Linked DNA regions of Rattus norvegicus: region 2 is linked to region 1. Evidence: chromatin contacts called from public Hi-C data. All regions are on one chromosome and are shown on one strand. The core of a region is the stretch at or near the end of the contact, and the rest is flanking DNA. Distances in the headings are between cores, read along the strand shown.

The links. Hi-C and Micro-C count contacts between places; a contact is called where the count stands out from the background.
Region 2: a contact with region 1 is called in a Hi-C map of Schwann cells, with 4 times the contacts expected there. The contact joins the enhancer-like site here to the promoter of Ncam1 in region 1. A contact is called at or near these places in 1 of 12 Hi-C or Micro-C datasets (Schwann cells) and 1 of 1 datasets of contacts at active chromatin or transcription factors (oligodendrocytes).

The regions. Positions count from the first base shown.
Region 1 is chr8:59,059,711-59,063,339 of GRCr8, reverse strand. It overlaps Ncam1 (neural cell adhesion molecule 1), which reads left to right and starts at 1,360. Exons shown (of 20, transcript NM_001395707.1): 1 at 1,360-1,619. The coding sequence starts at 1,568.
Region 2 is chr8:59,178,284-59,182,014 of GRCr8, reverse strand. No RefSeq gene overlaps it. Among named protein-coding and RNA genes, the nearest start is that of Ncam1, 120 kb to the right of the region's middle. Within about 2 kb of position 1,929, at least 49 of the 93 cell types and tissues checked have an H3K27ac peak or open chromatin away from gene starts, as enhancers often do. A contact at or near this core is called in Schwann cells, where this site is marked.

The DNA.
Region 1 (3,629 bases), core at 111-2,610:
ATAATCAGCATAAGTTACAAATTATAAAAGTGAACATGAACGATTCCTGGGAGACAGAATACTTCTCGTGAATCCCTGGAACCCCCAACGTATGATAGTACCTACTAGGTACATTATACAGCAGAAAGAAGAGCTTGGTGGTGATTGGGCAGCTAGCAGAAGGTGGGGTTTCAAGGAGCCTGCCCTTTAAAGGAAATCGCAGGGCTTGGGATTATGCATGAAGTGGTGCTTTCCTCTGTCAGAGCCGCTTCTCTGAGCAAGGCCACCCTCACCTATATTTCCTGCACAACTCAAGTCCTGTTCAGGTGCTAAAGGTGTTGATTTCACTCTGTTCTCATCCCCTCTTTTCACAGACACAGCTGTTTGATTAGTGGAAGTCTTTGCCTTGACATCTCAGTTACACTGGATTTTTCATAGCCTTAAGAATAGGGGTCTCTCTCCTGCTGAAGGAGAATTCTTGCTCTTGCTCCTGTGCCGTAATACACACCGAAAAGCCAGGGCAGCAGTGGAGGGAGAGGAAGAGAGGATTCCAATACTTGCAAGCAGTTTCTGGTAATTTCTGAATACTACTTCTAAATGTCTCTGCATTTTCTTCTAACTGCCCCCCCGCACCCCCCCCCACTTCTGAGATCTGAGTTGTGCTGCTGTGAGTTGCTCCCTCTGTGGGAAGGTAAACTTCATAGGTAAGAGAAAACAAACAACAAAGCAAACCTCCACAACCCTCATTTCTCTCCAAATTTCCAATTTCCTTCACTTAGGAGGAAGAGGAGGAAGAGGAGGAAGAGGGTGAGGAGGAGGAGGAAGAGGAAGAAGAGGAAGAAGAGGAAGAAGAGGATGAGGGAAAGGAGGAGAAGAGGAGGAGGAGGAGGAAGAAAAGGAGAAGAAGGAGAAGGAGAAAAGGAGGAAGCCATTTGCTTCCTATTGCAAGGACTTTAGTAACTACATGGGGTGGGTGTGGGGGGCTCTACAACTTTGAAAAGCGAGCTGAATCTAAAAATTCTTTCTTTTTTTTTCCTAATTATTTAAACGTTCAAATTCCCGATTAAGGAACGCTGGAGGGCAGAAGGATCTCCAAAGGCTTGAGTGAAGGAAAAGGGTGAAAAGAAGAAATCCCAGCTTCTGCCTGGAAGGTTCTGTGTGAAAGAGCCCGGCTCCCTTGGTGACTCCAGGCCGTGTTTTGCAGGCGGCCGCATCTGCCTCCCCTGTCTCTTACCTCCTGGATGTTAGGAACTATTTGTGGTCGGCGTGGTGGAAGGACACAGTGAGGTTCTCACCTCCGCCCCCCGCCCGTCGCTCGCATCCCCAGTTCCATCAAAGCCAACCCGGGCCAGCGCAGGGATCTCCGAGTTGCGAGTGTGCTGAGGCTGGGGCTGTCACTCATTCTCCGCTCAGCGCGTGAACGCAGCTCGGCAGTGGCTGGCAAGAAACAATTCTGCAAAAATAATCATACCCAGCCTGGCAATTGTCTGCTCCTCGGTCCATTGCTCCGCCGCCGTCCACAGTCGCTTGCAAGGGAAGGCACTGAATTTACCGCGGCCAGAACATCCCTCCCAGCCGGCAGTTTACAATGCTGCGAACTAAGGATCTCATCTGGACTTTGTTTTTCCTGGGAACTGCAGGTACATTTTTATTTTATTTTATTTTTAAAATTCTACATCGGGTTTGTTAATTGTCCGCTTGCCCCTGTCCTTCCTCCCTTTCCCCGAGAAGCACGGTTCTTTTGGGTGGTTTTGTGTGTAAGGCAAAGACAGCATTTTCACTGAGCTGAGAAGGGAGCGCATCGCATCGTCCTTGCTTGGCCAGCCAAACCCGTGCCCTCCGGGACGGCGCTGGACGCGGCTGTCTCCCCGCTCGGTGGCGACCGCGCACGCCCTTCCCACTTGTGTGCCCGTGGAGGTGGGACAGGGGTATGGGATCAGGATGCTGCGGCTATGGGCAGCGCTGCTTTCCCCTTCCCCGAAGGCGGGTGGCGGGGATGCGCTGCTCGGGTGGTGTCGCCCCCAGGCTCATCTTCCACCTAGAGGGGTTTGTCAAGCTTAGAGAAGAGTGAACAATAAGGCTGGGGCAGCTTTCCCCCCACCGTTATGTCCCGGGCTGTGATAAAGTGAGGCTTGCAGCCTCCGCTCACTCCCCCCTCTTCCCCGCCCCGAATAACGGTTTGCAAAATGGGGCAACCACGGGCAGCACCGCAGGGCCCCGTGGCCGTTCCTGCACCCCCGTGCAAATGACGTTAGTTTTTCATTTGCCAAATTGCTGGGTAGTTGCAAAGCCTGCCATCGGCCGGGAGCACGGAGGGATGGGAGGGTCCAGCGCCGCGTTTTGACAGGAGGAAGTGCAGAGGGGCGGAGGGCGAGGAGGGCGTGATCGGGGCTGCCTGGTTGTGCGTGTGTGTGTGCGTGTGTGTGTGTGTGTGTGTGTGTGTGTGTGTGTGTGTGTGTGCGCGCGCGCGGGCGCGCGCGCGTGTGCCTTTACACGCACCGAGAGCCCAGGGTTGCACGGTGCCAGCGAAGAATGGCAGGTAGCCAGTTGCCCAAAACACCTCTCCCTATTCTCCTTTCTCTGGGTGATATTCCTAATCCTGGCAAAGTGTGAACAATGGGGCGCTCTGGAGAAAGACCGTAGCGACGCTGTCGCGGGTGGCGGGGGCTGTGCCACCGCCCAGAGATACTAAGCATCCGGGAAGGGGGCGCATTGCATTTTGGCTATTTTCATCTTGGCTTTCCCTGGAAAATTCTTCTGTGTGCCCACCCTCCCTTCCAGCTGCTGCCCCTACCCCACCCAAGGATTTGTGCTTTGGCGTCCCTGTGGACTGGGAGAGGGGCAAGCAAAAGGCGCTGGGACCGCCGAGAGCTGGGTGGGATGGGCCGACAGCTGGGGCGGGGGGGCGTGTGCTGCCAAGCACCAGCTGAAAGCAGGCCAGGCAGAGGAGACCGCGCATGGCTGTCGTTTCTGCCCAGTGTGGCTGTACTAGTCCAGAATCTCTAAGCCTTGGGTGTGGAGCGCACAGAGCGGCCCCGGGAGCACCCAGCGCGCCCCCCTCCGTGGGCAGCAGGAGAGCAGAGCTGGGCCACCGCCTCCAGCCAACTCTGGTCAGGGACCAATCAGAGCGAGTCTGGCTGGGCGGGAAGCCGCGAGAGGCTTTTATTGCGGCGCGGGTGGCGCCCGAGCTGCCAGGATGGTCTCCGGGTGTTCTAGCTTAACGGTCTCGCTCGCCACCCGCTGGGAGAGACCCCGCCCTGATACTGCCCCTAGCTGCACGGCAGTTTTCGAGGACATAAAATGGAGAAGGATGGGCCCTGGGACATCTCTTGGTCCAGCTACCTCATTCTCGCCCACTCGTGCCTCTTTCACGGCGGCTTGGAGCATTCAGGCTCCCTGTCCATGGCGCACAGTTGCGCCGGAGCGCTTCGCCTGCGAGTGCAGAATATAGCAGCCCCCAAGCTGTGTCCCAGAGAGCAGACGCGCCTGCGCTGACCCTCTGGCCAAGGACTAGACGCTAGGGTGGAGGGGCGTGGCGGGGTGTGGTAGGGCGTGTCTTTACAGGGCGTGCGGAATGGGTCCTCGCCACCGCCAAGCCCAGGACTGGCAGAGGCGTGCCCTTCTCCGTGGTGCTGTGGGTGTCCTCCTCT
Region 2 (3,731 bases), core at 680-3,179, 120 kb before region 1:
GTAGGCCTTGGGTTGATTTTTGACTGCACTTTCTTTCTGGGATCAGCCTTATCTCACCTCCAGGACATCTCCAAGGATATGATGATTTCTGATCTAAACATCCTGACCCTCTATGACACTCCCTCATTCCCACTGTGGATACATTGCAAGGGCACCTCCCCTCCAGAATCTGGAATCAGAGAAACACTCCTGGAGCCCTAGGAAGGCCTGTGCCTGAGGCATACTGCCAACCAGTGTGCTTTGGGCTGAAGTCCATAAAAATCTGACCAACTCTGATTCATGCTCACAGGTGTCCAACTGTAATGTACACAGGGTCGCATAAAGTTCCCAAATGACACTTAAGCCTCTGGTTCAGCACTTACACTTTCAATAGCAAGGGTTTGAAGATTTAGTCCATACAGATATGCATGGCTTGTTTATAAGGTGCCAAGAACTAATGATCTGCTCCTAGGATTGGCTCACTAATCAGAGATGTCCTCTCTAGTGTCTGCTCTGTAAACTTCATCAGCACAAGATGATTACAAAGCTCCAGGCACCAGATCTCATAAGAAAAATGAATGCAAGAGAAAAGGATGGGTGTTTCACCTCGACTTTCAGGAAATAAAATTACTCCAAAGTTCCTAGTCTCTGACTGACATCTCATGGGTTAGAGCTCTGTCCTATTATCCATCCCTGAACCAGTCATTATCCAGAGGAGTCAGATCACCATGTTTAGGTTAAGCCAATCGTTCTTCATCCCATGGGACTGAGGACATTTTTATCTGAGTTAAAACAAACAAACAAACAAACAAACAAACCTCCGTTAGCAAACAAGGAGAACAGGAAAGATGTAGTAGCCACAGGGGCCTCCCAGGTGAGCACCAACCATCCTGCAAACCTCCAGCTCATTTTGCCCTCTCTAGGGAGAAGACTTCTGGAGAAAGGCAAAGATGGGTGAGAAGACCATCAGAAAGTCAAGAAGCAGCATCAAAATGTCTTGGGTGGGTTAGGGGGAAAGAAGATGGCTCAACTGCTAAAGTACGACTTGCCCCACAAGGTGGAGGCCCTGAGTTTGACGCCCAGAATGAGCAAACAGCTGAGCATGGTACTGCTTACAATCCAATGCCTGGACATGGAGACAGCAAGTCAGTGACTTGCTGACCCGGAAGCCCAGTCTACACAGTGAGTTGTAGAGCAGTGAGAGACTCTGTCTGTGCAAGGTGGGGCCAGCAAGATGGTTTAGCCCACAAGTTCCCTTGCAACGCAAGCCTGACGATATGAATTTGATCTCCAGAATCCATATAAAGCTTGAAATAGAGAACTAACTCCACAAAGTTGCCCTCTCATCCCAACATGCCTGCCACGCACATTGTGCAACACACACAGCCCCACCCCTACACTAAACACACACACCAACAATAATAATAAATGTAATTTTAAAGCATCTGTTACCTGAGGACTAACACCTGAAGTTGTCCTCTGACCTTCACATGCACAAATGTACACATATGTATAAACCACACACACACACACACACACACACATGTGCAAAAGGTCTTTAGGGGGTAGAGTAGGTCTGTAGGTAAGATATCAATATCAGGCCCCCTGGGAATGCTTATCAGAGCAAGGAAGCTATTCTTTGGGGGTGGTCTCACTCAGAGGCAGTCCAAGTTGCAGCCGTGTAATTGTATGTGGTAGTCGTCGCTACACACCAAACTGTCTCAGAACTCACACGTTTAGGGGATACCAATTAGTACTGCTTTTACGCCCGTGACATGGAGAGAGCAATACGAACAGAAAGAGCGTCCCTGAGTCCTGCCTCCCTCGCCAGATGACCTCCCAGATTCTGGTGAGAATGGTCCCCGCTCCTGTCTTACTCTCCTCTGTCCCTCTTTGTTGATTGTAACTGCCTGGAGATCAGCTGATGCTGCTGGCAGGGCTGAGTGAGCTGGCATGATGCTTCTGCCACAGGAGAAAGGGGCACTTGTTGTGGAGGAAAGATTCCTGGTCCTCAGTGCTGAGAAGTCAGAGAGGCCAGAGGGTACTCTGGGGACACCATGTCCTCTGCTGAAGGCTCTGGAGCTGTTGTGGCTTAGTCTTCGTCTATGCTATTCCTGTCTCTAGATCCCCCTTTCTTCTTCTGAGTCTCATTTCTCCCGTATCACTTCCAGGTCTCTCCAAGTCTAAAGCAGCCCGAGCCCCTTATGCACACCTGTTACTCTCTGTCAGCCGCTCATTTTTTTTTTCTGATGGGAGCATTCTCTACAATTTCCGATTACTTGCTGGTTTCTTGTCTCTGAGTCTGAAGCTGGAGGAGGGCAGTGGTCATTCCTATCCCCGCCCGACCGGCTCAGTCCAGAGAGCTGCATGCAGCATTCACACAGTAAATCACTGTCAAATGCATGAAAACACGAATGATCAGATATATACTGGAACTGTTTTCTGTTTCAGGAATGGACGAGCCAGAGTAAACATTTAAAGGAAGCAAAGGAAATAAACATAGTTGTGAGGGTGACCTTTCCCACTGCGGGGCTCAGATAACTTCTAGATGAACTGGTGAAAATGTGGTTGATCTGTAGCCAGTATTCTGGGCAAGGCAAGAGGAAGTAGCGGAGCTTTATTGAGGTGTCAGCTTGCTTGGGTTAAGGGACAGCCAAGAAGCTGGTCAAACATTTCTGGGTGTCACCAAGAGTGTGTGTGGAAGAAACCAGGGTTTGAATCAGTTGAATGAAAGGGAAGACTATGGCCTAAATACAGTGATGAAGCCAAGGAAGGGCAGAGACAGCCATCTAGACCTGCCATTGCAGAGCACAGTTTGAGGTTCTCCAACCTTTGGATCCAGTCTTGAGTCAGAAGTCCCCTGAGCACTTGGGGGTTGGGTCTCAGACTAAATTTATCGCACCATTTGCACTCCTTGCTTCCTAAGCCTTCAGATATGGACTGAGCTCTGTTGGTTATTCGGCTTTTAGAAGGCCTTTGGTGGGACTTAGTTTTAAAAAACCACACAACTCAGTTCCTTAATAACTGTCTTCTTCTATGTATGCATGCATGAATGTATCTATTTATCCCTATCCATATATGTAAATATACATATATGTTACATATCACATCTATTCATCTATTCAATCATCTATTCATCTATCCTTCTGTCTATCCACTCATCCTTCTTTTTCTACATCCATTCATTTACACTTTTCTCTATCCTTCTATTCATCTATCTACACAATATCCTTCCTTCTATCTATCCATCCATTCACCACCTACTCATTTGTCCATCCAATATCCTTCCTTCCTTTCTATCTTCTATTTATCTACCCCACTGACTCCATGTCTGCCAGTGCAGAGCTTTCCAACCTGATGATTAGAGCCTGAAAGTTGCCACCTTCCTAAAGAAGACACCTAACCCCGAGATTCCTGCCAACACCCTCTTCCTGCACAGCAATAATAACTCATCCCTTGGTTAGTTCCTCTGATCCCTGCTGTTCCAGTTTCTGAGTTTAGAAACCCCATCACTTTTGGTGGCATGGGGGCAGGAAGAGGCTGGGATCCTGGGCTATGGGTTCCCCTCCACTGGGCCATGTGATGGGTGAGAAATTGACTAGAATGAGGAGACCATGACCCAGAACAGCAAATTTGTTCCCTGGAAAGCCCAGACTTTAATAGCCAGGTGGGGCTGAGAGAAACACCAATTGCTCACACCTGGCTGAAAAGTCACTTCAGCTGTCATAGTAGCAGCTTGAAAAGTTTCTGCC